2 separate regions of the Sus scrofa genome follow, and region 2 is linked to region 1. The links are chromatin contacts, called in public HiChIP or PLAC-seq maps. All regions are on one chromosome and are shown on one strand. The core of a region is the stretch at or near the end of the contact, and the rest is flanking DNA. Distances in the headings are between cores, read along the strand shown. Region 1 overlaps TANC2 (protein TANC2). Region 2 overlaps TANC2 (protein TANC2).

Region 1 (3,675 bases), core at 882-3,381:
CGGATTTGAAACTTTTGGTGCAGATTACTATAAAGCCTGAGGTATTTTCCTACTGAAAACAATACCTATTTCATAGCATTATTCTGAGAATTAAATGAGGATTATGTGAAAGCACCTAGCGCAGAGCCTTGCACATACGTATTATTAAATTTTTATCTTTATTCCTAAAGCAATCTATGTTGAGAACTAAATAATTTTTATCGGAAAGAGAAAGTACTAAATAATAATCCTGTACATTAGTGATGCTGCTATACCAGGTATACTCTTACACTGATATAAAGAAATGATACACTGAATATCGAAATAATTTTCCCTATCATTCTATATAAGAAAATACTATTGGTTTAATACAGAAATCTTTGTCACCAAACTAAAGAATAATTTGTGTATGTTTCGAGAGCATGAACATCTCATTTCTACATTTTATATATTTGCAAGGAAAGAAAAAGAATCAGGAGATAGTAATTTGAAAATTTAGTACATAATTACTAGAGATATACCAGCATGTGGTAATCAAATAACACTCACTACAAATAATGGGAATCACACAAAGCCAAGCACTGTACAAGTTCCCAGTCTTCCAACATGAGCTAATCCTGGGCATTATTATATCAATACACATGTTACATATCAGAGTCTAATGCTTGCACAATGCTATCTTCGCAGAAGTAAATCAAAACTGGGCTTTGACCATGCACCTATTCAATACCTAGAACCAAAGAAGTTCTGGTTAGATATAACCTCTACTGAAAAATAACTTGCTTCAGAAAAGAGAGCTAGTACAACAACAACAACAAAAAAACCTCAATTCTGATGAAGTAACCCACGCTGCCTAAAATACAGAACCAGAATTCCTAGAATTGATAAGCTTCTTTCATCAACTTGAATGGCCTAAATGCAAGACACTGGCACTGTGCTAGATGCTAAGATTCTACTGTTGATAAGCTCTTAGACTGTTAAGAAAAATCAAGATCCAACAAATAAGAACAAGTATAGTAAATAATACAATCCAGTAAAATACAGTATGCTATATTGGAAAGCAGAAAATAAGAACCCAACCTTAGAAAGCTATATACATATATAACTGGCCAATCAGTTTTACAGTCATATTTCGAGAGCCCTATTTCACAAATCAATAACCACTTCATAGTCTGACAAAATACATACATCCAAATTTCTCACACTGCTGCTTTATTTTTTCAGTTACATAAGTAACAGAAGTGACTACTGGATCAATAAGTGGCCTGGGCACACACACACACATTTCCATGCACACTAAGTGCTAGATCCTCATTCGAACTTTCATTCAACAAATACTGACAAATTTTTATATTAAGTGTTCTAAGGCTAGAGTGGTGAATAAGATAGTCTCTGCTCAAATGAAACAAATTTCCTAGTAGTTGCGACAACAATGAACAAGTAAATAAACACAGGTAGAAGTAGTTATTGTGAATATTATGGCTAGGTATTTAGGAGGTCAGAGAGTCTCTGAACGAAGCAGAAATCTACCGACCTTAGTCACAAAGAACAAATGTACAGGTCCTGCAAAGAAAATGCTCTTACCATGTTTAGGTAAAAAGGCCAATACAGATGAAACAAAGTGGATAAGGGAGAGAGTGGAAGGACATAAAGTGTGAGGAAAAGGGTAACTTGGGGGGGTGGTCACATAGGGACTGACAAAGACTCTGGAGTTTATTCTGAACATGATAGGAAGCCACTGGAGAAGTTTTTTTTTTTTTTTCAAGTTTGGGGAAATACATGATTTGATTTAACTATAGTATCAAACAACAGACTATATGTTGGCAAGAATGGAAATAAGGTAGGACACAGAAATGATGGTAGTTCAGACTAAATGGCAATTATATAGGTGGTATGGAAATGACAGAAAAATGTTACCTTAAAAAGAACAAATTTTTGAAGCATTACAAAACAAAACACAAAGCCGATAATAGAAGAGAAATGTTAAGAAATCCACAGAAGACAGAAACTAGATGCAACTAAAATGAGGAAATTATAGCCTACAGCATGTGTAGGAGGATAACTGTGAAAGATGAGAGAGAGTGTTGCCAGGTTAGTTTTAACCACAGAAGCAAGAGATGCAAGGAGCAGGAAGTGCCCAGGGGCAGCGGTCTTAATGAGCGGAGTGGGATCTGATTCACCGCAAGTCATCAGGCCATCTCCCATCTATTACACTGGATAAGCAGATGCCATCAGAGGTCTCTGCCCCTGAACTTGGAGCAATGAGTGTGGAGATGTCTGAGTCAGAATCCACTGTATTTGAGAGAGAGATCAAAGGCCAACCCAGTTAGTTAACACACAGGAGACCCCGAAGGATAAAACATCTCACCAGACACCTTAACCTTACATGTCTGCTATTATTATTGGAGAAGAGACATTAAATAGAAACTCGATCCACAATCAGGCAGGGTGATTATTAGGCATTATGTACCTCTACTGACATATCAGTTGTTTAATGTTAATGTTTATTCTGAACAGATTGGCATCTGTTCTTACTGGTTGATATTTATGGCATATTCATTATTAATTATTTTGAATATTACCCCCTGAACACAAAATATAATAAAACGGAAGGGCTCTGGTTCTGGTTCTGGGTAAAATGGAGAATGTACACTCTACTTTTACTGAATGAAACTAAAACCCCTAAATATAACTGAATACCCTGGAAAGAATGATGGAGTAGCAATCTGAGATCTCTGAAAACTAAATAGTAGCAGGCAAATTGTGGAAGGAAACCAAAACTTGAAGGACAACCAATTCAGTGGTGCATTCATTTCCTGCTGTTTATGTCCCCAAACCCCCAGCCTGAACCCAAAGAAAATCCAAATCCTAGAATGGCACATAAGGAACAAACAAAAAGATCCAAGTCTTCTCTTTCTAATTAGAGAATACAAATTGGGCAGTGGAGGGGGAGGGGGGATCCACACAGGAATGATGAAAATGTAGGGAAATCTCCTGGATCTTTTCTCTTTTTCCTTTCTCTTCCAGTTCTGGCCACAGGCAAGCCTATTTCACTAATAGCAGTAGCTCTGAGGGAGGAGGACTCCTCTCTGACTAGAGGAGCAGTGATATAAGGAATATGATATAACTTATAAGGAGAAATCAATAAATCCACACTTATGGTCTGAGATCTCAACTTGTCTTTCCTAATTGACAGAATGAGCAAACAGAAAATTAGCAAAGACATAGAAGACCTGAACAACCAGACTGACATTTATAGAAGCTTCCATGTCAAAAGAGCATAATACACCTTTTTTTTTTTTTTTTTTTTTTTTTTACGTGCACACAGAACATTTAAGATAGATCATTTACTGGGCCATAAAATAAGTCTCAATAAAACATGATTTAACTCACAGAATGTGAGTTCTTTGATCAGAGTGAAATTAAATTAGAAATCAATATAAGGAAGATACCTGGAAAATACTCAAATGTTTGGAAACTATATCAACACACTTCTAAATGACATGTGGTTAAAGAAGAAATCAAAAGAGGAATTGGGCAGTATTTTGAAATAAATGAAAATAAAAGCATTACTCATTGAAGTCTATGAAATGCAGCTAAATCAGTACATAGAGGGAAATTTATAGCACTAAAATTCCTAAAGTAGAAAACAAAGTCCCAATATCAATCATTTCAGCCTCTACCTTAAGGAACTAG
Region 2 (3,675 bases), core at 463-2,962, 100 kb after region 1:
ATCTAGGAGTTCCCATCGTGGCGCAGTGGTTAACGAATCCGACTAGGAACCATGAGGTTGCGGGTTCGGTCCCTGCCCTTGCTCAGTGGGTTAAGGATCCAACTTTGCCGTGAGCTGTGGTGTAGGTTGCAGACGCGGCTCGGATCCCACGATGCTGTGGCTCTGGCATAGGCTGGTGGCTACAGCTCTGATTTGACCCCTAGCCTGGGAACCTCCATATGCCATGGGAGCTGCCCAAGAAATGGCAAAAAGACAAAAAAAAAAAAAAAAAATTATCTAAAGGTGAGGAATCATTATTAAGTTCATTTATTTAAAAATACAAAACTATCCAATCTAGAACCAAATTTGCACACAAGTGATCTTTCCCAAGGCATTAAGCAAGATATCTTCAGGATTAAACTAGTTTTTGTTTTACAACTAGCACAAACTTATTAATTTATGGATATTACAACCAAGGATAAAATTAAGATAAAGTGAGCTAAGTGCATTTAAAGAAAAATATTCAATGAATAATTACTCGCACATTATGTACACAAATTAGCAGAAACAGGCAAAATGTTACAGAAATAATTGAACCTTGGGGGAAAAAATGAGAGTTTGAATACTTAGAGGGGCACTTTTTCTAGTATATTATTTTACACTGTAAATAGGCAAGTACTTTTTATTAAGCAGATCACAAAAGAAAACCAACCACCCTGACTATCACATACAAATTTTTTTAAAAGACAATTTAAAAAGCAAACAATACGGCACATAGTGGCGGGGAGGGGGGGCACAGATAAAGTTATCACATAAAGTTTGAGTTATTTACAAAAATATGAAATGCTTGTAAAAGTAGAAAATATTTATATGATCAAATTGAAAAAACTGTCAAAGGGCTCAAGGTCTCAACAAGTGCTGTGGTTTTCCATCTTAGGGAAGAGATTAAAATTAATTTTTCACCAGTTTGTGGTGCAAAGGCAACTAGTACAAAAAGAAATGCATACTAGGAGTCTGCCCAAGAGCATCCTGCTTCTAAGAGTTTTTATTTTTAAGTTTACAGTTATTCAAGAACTTTCAGCTCTCTTCATATCCTCCATAAAAGAAATTATCAAGACACAAATAAAACTAATGAGTAGCCAAATTAACACGGATTTTTCAAAAAACCTTGCTAGGTTGACAAAGAGAGCAAGAGGGGTTCCAACTGTGGCACAACAGGATCAGCAGCATTTCTGGAGCGCTGGGACATAGATTGATCCCCAGCCCAGCACAAGTGGGTTAAGGATCCAGGCGAAGGTTGACACTGTGGCTCAATCTGATCCCTGGGTCAGGTAACTGCATATGCCTCAGGGCAGCCAAAAAAAGATGAAGACAAAATAACAAGAAAAAGCTGGACTGATAATGCTAGTAAAATATTGTGGAAAGGATCACATCAAAAAACAGGTCACTTCCCAAAACCTAATAAAAATTATCATTTATTAAGTACCAGACATCGTCCTAAGGATTTTTCACTGAAATTATTTCATCATCATCAAAACCCTGCAAGAGAGTTTTTAGCACGTTATACAATAGCTACCGAGTGATAATTTGACCTTGTTTTCATGATTCAAAAACTCACAAATTCAATGAAAAAACAAAACTCACAAACTCATGTTCTCCTATACAGTCTCATGACTCTAAAATTTCAAAAGCTTCTTACAACAAAGCAACAGTGTTGTCATCCTACAATACAGCAATGTCTGAATAACAACTTCCAAAGGAAGTTGCTCTTCCTCTTTAAATCCCTAAAAAAGGAAGAGCTAAGATTCTGTGAGGCTGAAGCAAAATTTGAGTATGTAGTAACTCTTCATTCCACATGTGTACTAAAGCTAATTACCTTCATTCACCCTAACACAATCCTCAGGAGCTCTACAGGATTCCATGGAATTTGAACAGAAACAGAATTCTAGAGTACCCATACCCATCAAGCGACTTAGCTTTGCCTTATCAAATTTCAGCAGTCAGAGCTAGAAATTGTGGGACCCCTTAACACAAAATTAGGAACAAAGGGCTAAGAAGAAACTTCCTTCACTTAAGCAGAGGGAATTTACTGAGATCTGAGGCAGTGTCTCCTGCCTAAATGATTAAATCACAGTTTATACATACCCACTCCCATTTCCAAATTTATTAGCTAATCTACTTACAGATGTCCCCACAGGTGGGGCAAGGGAGTTTCCCTGCCAAGAAAAAACTGGTGCCTATTTCTTTGTTGTCAATCTCTAATCAGATATGTCATCTGACATAACTATGTATGATAATGGTATTACAGACAAGGAAATAAGCATGGCTACCTGGACCAAAGATAAGTGTTTGGAATCACAAAAGTTTTCCATTGCTTATATACTTTCTTTGTGAATTTTAGGTCTGCAGTACTTGCTGACATTTATAAAAAGACATCTACAAGTCACTGTTTTCACGATACTCTTACCATTTAAAGAGTAAAATTTATCAACAATGGTCAGTGAAACTTTAGGAAAGTAATAAACTTTAAAACATTTTTTTCAACTATATTTTTCCCAAAGGTAGAATGAATATCTACAACACAAAACTGTTTGGGTTTTGTTTTGGTTTTTTTGTCTTGAACTGCCCCTGCGGCATACAGAAGTTCCTGGGCCAGGGATCAAACCTGCATCACAGAAGCAACCCAAGCCGCTGCAGTGACGCCACCAGATCCTCAGTCTGCTGTGCCACAAGGAACTCCCAAGACACAGAATTCTGAATTACAAATTTAGCTTTTATTTAAGGAAGAAGATGAAATGCCTATCCTCACCTGAAAGACTGGAGGAGTAAAGGTGGCATTATCAGGAAGTCAATAAACATATAATACATTGTAGGTAGTCAATAAATATTTAAGGGAATGATTTAATGTATTAATATACTGCATAGAAATCCCCCAACTTTCCCAACATAACAAATCTAACTCATATACCTTGAACATGATGTGTCTATATAATAAACTAATACACAAAAATCAAGGGTTTTTTCATATAACAATGACTCCTTTTAATACAAAATACATATATGAGAGACTCAGACCAGAGCAAATAAAGAAAAATGTTCTCTTACATGCTCTGCTCCAAACCTCTCCACTTGGGATACCTCTGCTGAGAAAAAAAATAGTAGAATCGAATAATACATTTTGTCAGAAACTTCTTCAGAGTTAGACATAACATGGGTGTCAGAAGGCAGCACAAGATGAGCCTGTCAGATAAATTACTAAGGCAATGAAAATTTTAAAAAACATACCAAAAAAATTATTCACTATCATGCAACTACTCAGTTTAAATGACTGACATCAGTATCTCTCAAGTTCTGATCAAAAGAAAGGCATTTGAGAGGTGGGAGTATGTCATGCATTGAGTAAAGGCAGCAAGTGATATTGTGGGAAAGGAAAGGGTAAAGAAAGGGCGTGATGACAACTAAAACCAACCTAATTCTTTTGCCTCTTAACCTTAATCATATTTATCCTTAACTATTCAAAAAGAAACAGAAGCTGAACATAGTAAGATACTGCTATAATGTGTGGCCCATATAAAAGCAACTTACCTTGCAACATCCACAAAAACAGCTTCCATATGATTTATAAAGATTTTGTAAATAAAATAAATTGACCTAATAAAAGAAATTTGTTTCTAGAAAAAAGTCATGGTATTGCAA

Evidence for each region. HiChIP or PLAC-seq counts read pairs in DNA pulled down with a chosen protein or histone mark.
Region 2: a contact with region 1 is called in an H3K27ac HiChIP or PLAC-seq map of alveolar macrophages. The contact joins two enhancer-like sites. A contact is called at or near these places in 3 of 47 Hi-C or Micro-C datasets (embryonic fibroblasts, epiblast stem cells and fibroblasts) and 1 of 2 datasets of contacts at active chromatin or transcription factors (alveolar macrophages).

What each region holds. Positions count from the first base shown.
Region 1 is chr12:15,701,735-15,705,409 of Sscrofa11.1, forward strand. The region is part of intron 3 of TANC2 (protein TANC2); the gene reads right to left. Among named protein-coding and RNA genes, the nearest start is that of TANC2, 110 kb to the right of the region's middle. Within about 2 kb of position 2,132, at least 2 of the 83 cell types and tissues checked have an H3K27ac peak or open chromatin away from gene starts, as enhancers often do. A contact at or near this core is called in alveolar macrophages, where this site is marked.
Region 2 is chr12:15,804,724-15,808,398 of Sscrofa11.1, forward strand. The region is part of intron 1 of TANC2 (protein TANC2); the gene reads right to left. Among named protein-coding and RNA genes, the nearest start is that of TANC2, 7.3 kb to the right of the region's middle. Within about 2 kb of position 1,713, at least 6 of the 83 cell types and tissues checked have an H3K27ac peak or open chromatin away from gene starts, as enhancers often do. A contact at or near this core is called in alveolar macrophages, where this site is marked.